Linked DNA regions of Ovis aries: region 1 is linked to region 2. Evidence: chromatin contacts called from public Hi-C data. All regions are on one chromosome and are shown on one strand. Each heading gives the region's core, a stretch centred on a gene start, on an enhancer-like site or on the middle of the called end of the contact. The rest is flanking DNA. Distances are from core to core; before and after follow the strand shown.

Evidence for each region. Hi-C and Micro-C count contacts between places; a contact is called where the count stands out from the background.
Region 1: a Hi-C map of liver shows a contact between it and region 2, with 7 times the contacts expected there. The contact joins two enhancer-like sites. A contact is called at or near these places in 6 of 16 Hi-C or Micro-C datasets (blood, hypothalamus, liver and 2 more).

The regions. Positions count from the first base shown.
Region 1 is chr19:21,998,942-22,001,688 of ARS-UI_Ramb_v3.0, forward strand. No RefSeq gene overlaps it. Among named protein-coding and RNA genes, the nearest start is that of SETMAR, 20 kb to the right of the region's middle. Within about 2 kb of position 1,305, at least 14 of the 54 cell types and tissues checked have an H3K27ac peak or open chromatin away from gene starts, as enhancers often do. A contact at or near this core is called in liver, where this site is marked.
Region 2 is chr19:21,724,079-21,727,110 of ARS-UI_Ramb_v3.0, forward strand. All of the region lies in intron 5 of ITPR1 (inositol 1,4,5-trisphosphate receptor type 1), which reads right to left. Among named protein-coding and RNA genes, the nearest start is that of ITPR1, 130 kb to the right of the region's middle. Within about 2 kb of position 1,558, at least 10 of the 54 cell types and tissues checked have an H3K27ac peak or open chromatin away from gene starts, as enhancers often do. A contact at or near this core is called in liver, where this site is marked.

The DNA.
Region 1 (2,747 bases), core at 55-2,554, 270 kb after region 2:
TGTGCACTTAGGAAGCTAGGACTCGGTGTTTGCGAGGCATTCAGGTGACATAGCTGAATGAAGCAGGACCAGGACTCACACCGTTTTTGTGACTTCAGTTCTCTCTACCACATCACTAGATCTGTGGTTTTAAATTAAGTTTGGGGTGGGGAGGGGTGGATTGAGGAGGGGAGATTACTGGGGTGAAAGGTAGCCTCAAGGAGAAAAAAGGCAAAGATAGAGGAGGTGGAATGGCTTAGTAGTTACAAATGACAGTAGTTAAGAATGACCCTGGAGCCAGACTGTCTCCGTTTAAATTGTTCTCCTACTGGTTGCTTGATATGTGACTTTAGGCAAGTTCCTTAACCAGTTTGTTTTTCAGATTTTGAAGATTAAATGGAAATACTTTTAGAAAAGGTAGAATTAAGGCAGGAGTGTTAAAAACATCAGTATAGGGTGCTATGCTGTGCTTAGTCACGTCGGACTCTGCAACCCCATAGACTGTAGCCTGCCAGGCTCCTCTCTCCATGGAGATTCTCCAGGCAAGAATATTCAAGTGGGTTGCCATGCCCTACTCCAGGGGATCTTTCCAACCTAGGGAGTGAACCCAGGTCTCCCACATTGCAGGTGGATTCTTTATCAGCTGAGCTACCAGGGAAGTCCCAGTATAGGGTGATCTGCTTGCAAATCTTTGCCAGTTTTACATCATTTTCAATACGGCAATGAGACTTCCAAGGTTAGGACTACATGTTTTTCTTCACATCCTTTTCTTTCCCAAGGTATGCTGCTTGTTTTTACAAAGTGATTATCTTTCCATAAAGAAGCAAATTTTTAGGGGTGAGGTAGGAGAAGGCTGAGTGTGGGAAACATTAATCTGCTGGAAATAAGATCAAAGGGTGCATTATCAGCTCATTCATACCAAGCTCAAATTTATGAAAAAATCACAGCTGATAAGACGACTGAGATCATGTGTGAAGAGTGAAAGGAAAAGGGTCCTGCACCATGCTTGTTAAATAGTGCTCTGAAAAAGTATATGGGAGGACTTCTTTGATAAGAGTCAATTCCCTGGTCTTTGTGGGTTTCTTACTCGCTACCCCTAACTCTGCCAAGGGACTGAAAACTGGGTATTGTTTCTTAAGACGTGGTTTCAGGACAGCTTCCAACTTAGCATTTTCTTCCGTTCCAGAACATTTATAAATATTCAGTTTGGTGGGGAGGAAAAAAAAAAAAAAACACCTCATTAATGTGGAAACCACATTCACATTTGTAGTTTTGTATTTATTAACAAACTCTTGTTCCAGGATATATTAGGCAAGCCAAGGGGTGAATCATGTTGATTACTGCTTCTGGGCTGTTAGCGTTGGTCTCTTTTGGAGCCAGCCCTGGTACCTCCATCCATGGCAACTTGAAATGGTTTTATATGTAATGTTCCCCCTCTAGTGGCCAGATTGGTTTTGGTTTTTGCTGTTTTTGTACAAATGATCCCTAAAGTTGGAGAACCTTTCATTGAGGGGTACTGTGGATTTGGGGAGGCAAGCAGGAAAAGATAAAGAAGAATGTGCAAATGTTTATTCCATAGGGAAAATTTATCTGAAGCATTTGTCCTATCCAGTGGAGATGAGAACCTTTGGAAGGGAGGAGGGGTTTTAGAATGATCTCTCATCTTATTACTCTGATTAGTTTCCGAATTTCTACTGCCTTTATTAGTAAGTATCTTATTAATAAGTTGGCTACCTCATCAAAGAGTTGACTCATTGGAAGAGACTCTGATGCTGGGAGGGATTGGGGGCAGGAGGAGAAGAGGACAACAGAGGATGAGATGGCTGGATGGCGTCACTGACTTGATGGACATGAGTCTGAGTGAACTCTGGGAGTTGGTGATGGACAGGGAGGCCTGGCATGCTGCGATTCATGGGGTTGCAAAGAGTCGGACACGACTGAGCTACTGAACTGAACTGAATAAGTCCATCAAGTTCCATTAGAAAAACCTTTATTTTTTTTTTAATTATAAGAGCAATAAAATGCATCGGGTAAAACTAGGGACTCTGAAAAACATGCAAAGTGTCCTTCATTCTGTGAACTCTGGTCTTCTCTCAAATGTGTGCTGCTGCTGCTGCTAAGTCACTTCAGTCGTGTCCAACTCTGTGTGACCCCATAGATGGCAGCCTACCAGGCTCCTCCGTCCCTGGGATTCTCCAGGCAAGAACAATGGAGTGGGTTGCCATTTCCTTCTCCGGTGCATGAAAGTGAAAAGTGAAAGTGAAGTCGCTCAGTCGTGTCCGACCGTTTGTGACCCCATGGACCACAGCCTACCAGGCTCCTCCATCCATGGGATTTTCCAGGCAAGAGTACTGAAGTGGGGTGCCAGTGCCTTCTCCCAAATCTGTGCTAGGAGGTAACTATTATGAACAGTAAGTGTATCTTTCCAGACTTTTTGTACGCATTTACAAACACATATCATACATATGTCTGTTGGTAGACATTGAGTACAGATGATCATCAATATGTATTAGGTTGGTAAAAAGGTCAGTCAGGTTTTTGAAAATGCCTAACCGAACTTTTTGGCCAACCCAATACATAGAGGCACATAGAAATCATACACAATGTATTCAACTTATATTTGGTTTTTATGAAACAAAATGGAGTCATATTATCAGTGCTATTCATTTTACATATTTTGCATGCCCCATGAAAGTACTGTATAGATCTAGCTCTTTTTAAATAGCTGACTTAATTTATTTAAGCATTCCCTTATTGATGAATATTTG
Region 2 (3,032 bases), core at 308-2,807:
CCTAAGTATTTCTGAACTCCATAGGGATTGTCTATCTAAAATTACAGTACTGCTATACCATGGAGTTATCGAGTAGCCATGAAAAATACAGAGCTACTTGTTTATTCATGACATAGTAAGTGGGGAAATAAGCAGGTGAAAGAAAGAGAAGTGAGACGGCATGTCCCCATTAATACTTTATACAGAGATACAGGAATAATAGGAGGTTGGAGACTGGGACACACACCAAATACAAAACCAAGATTATCTTTGAGGTGTAAGATTTAGAGAGCATACCATTTTTTTCCCCTTTGCTTACTCATGTGTTTTTGAAATTCACTTCTTACAATACTTACATGTCATTTTTTCAGAAGCATCTTCATCCTATCTCCATGGCAAGAAGCCTGGGTTTTTAGAAAGCTTTATGAGCAAAACAGAGACACAGATGTAGAGAACAAATGTATGGACACTAAGGGTGGGGAGGCAGAGTGGGATGAATTGGGAGGGTGGGCCTGACATACATACACTGCCGAGTGTAAAATAGGTAACTAATGAGAACCTGCTGCACAGCACAGGGATCTCTACTCAGTGCTCTGTGGTGACCTAAATGGGAAGGAAATCCAGAAAAGAGGGGATATACGAAAACCTATAGCTGATTCACCTTGCTGTACAGTAGCAACTATCACAACATCGTAAAGCAACTACACTCCAGTAAAAATTAATTTACAAATAAGAGTAAACAAAAAGCCACCTTAAATGTGTTACCTTTTCAATATTTAAGAATCCCAATAAATCCAGTACTTGTTGCTCTTTTCCTTGCACAATGACTTGAGGACAGTTCCGAATTTCTAAGGAAGAAATGGCACTCTATGCTATGCTCTCTACCACCATTATTCACCATGGACATTACTCTGTTTCCCTAAGCAACATCAAGGCCAATCCCATCACAGTCACCTGTTATTTTATTTCAGAAATAGAGAAACCATTATTACATTACCACAGAGAGGTCACTGGAGCAGTGGGGAAAGGTTATTTAAGGTCAAAAAAACCCTCTGAATTACATAACATGATATTGAATTAAGGCTTCTGAAAATAAGCAATGCAGGACCCAGGCTTCAAAAGACAATAAAGACTCATCACTCCTCTGGTTGTTCCCAGCTTAAAGTAACAGATCATTTCTCAGAACCAAAACAATGTAGGTGCTATTTCAAGGTAACAGACAGAAACGCTGTCAGGAAATGTAGTCAAGGCCCGAAGAACAAATTACATGATTTGCTAAGGGTAGGGGAACCTCATTCTGCCAAGAGTCTTGGGAAATCATGACCAGGGGGGTTAGCATCCAGTTCTCTATGGAAGAACAGACACACACAGCGACCAGCCACTAGATGTCATTGTCCTTCAGAGAGCTGGTGGCATGTTGCATAGCCTAGGCAAAAGGAAGTCAAAGTGGTCTAGACAACTAATTCCTTAAATGGCATTAATTTAAAATAATCTGACCTTTGATTGGGGTGCTCCACAGTAGTTGACAAAAATAAAAATGAAAACCCCCTAGAGACCAGCCATCCACCCCCAAAGGCAAGCAGCTTCCCAAAATACAGCATTTTAATGACGACACTAGAACATGTGAATGGTTTTCAGACATGAGGGGGAAAAAATGTCCAACTAAGCAAGGAAAGTAGGAACTGCACAGAGTAACTAAGACCCAAAAGTCACGTCAGTAATCCTAAATCAGGGGACAGCACTGGTTTCCTTTTAAAATCTATTTAAAGCAAGAACACAGCATGAAAGAGAACATTTGTTGTTTGTTTTAGTAAGGAGTTCAAAGTTCTCGGTCACTTTTAGGATTGCAGTTTTCAACTCTGTGGTTTTTGCAATGTCTTTTTATTTATTTACTTATCTTTTTAAGTTTTTGGCTGCCCAATGTGGCATGTGGGGGGTCTTAGTTCCCTGACCAGGGATCAAACGTGCACCCCCCCAGCATTGGAAGGCAGAGTCTTAACCACTGGGCAACCAGGGAAGTCCCGGCTACCTGCCATTTCTGAGCCAAGTCCCTAACTCCACTTTACACATTCCCACAAAGCACAGTTTTGCATGGTTTAATTAATGTTATTATTAACAATTTCCCAAAAATGGGAGTGTTCTTTAATAAAGAGAAGAGTGTGCTATGCATTCTTCGTAACATTATGAAGAAATGCTAACCATTTTGAAAAATCACCTTATAGAAAACATGCTTTTTGGGCCACTGGAACTAGAGACCTACATCAGCCACGGTCTTTAGCTTCCTTATTCATGGGGTTTATACAAACAGGTACAAGCATTTATTTTCTTATGTCCTCTAGAATGATGGTGCCTGAGCAGTAACTTAATAAAATACCTTTCCTTTTATTTTACCTTTATGATTCATGTTCAAACTTTGGCATCTTGGGAGGCTATATTATTTATAACTTTTATTTCCAGTTCATACAGGCACATATTAATAATATTTGCTATTCAGAGGGAGAAATGGGTCTGCTGAGGCTGAGAATATCTGCTCTAAAACTGTTAAAACAATGATGCAGTCCTGGAAGCCTCCAAAGTGATCTCTTTCTTTCTGCTTTTTTTCCTTCTCCTACCCTCTCACTGCCAAAGATGCCTCATTGTGAGGCTTGTCACCTCCTCTTCCTCCAGGAAGTCCTCCCTGACTACCATGTCACTCATCCTTATTCACACGAGAAGATTTGGGAGCTCCTTCTGAGTGCTCAATCGCCTCAGTCATTTATGACTCTTTGCAACCTGATGGACTCCAGGCTCCTCTGTCTCCAGGCAAGAATACTGGAGTGAGTTGCCATGCCCTCCTCCAGGGGATCTTCCCAAACCAGGGATCGAACGTGCGTCTCCTGCATTGCAGGTGCATTGTTTATCACTGAGCCACCAGTGAAGCTCTTTCTAGGAGCTCACGAAGCTTTGGTGGTTTGCCCTATAATAGTATTTGCCACAGCTGTGTCACTACCTCTATTTCTTAGTCAGCTATTAAGCTCCCAGAAGGTAAGTCACTGCCAGAGCTTTACCACTCT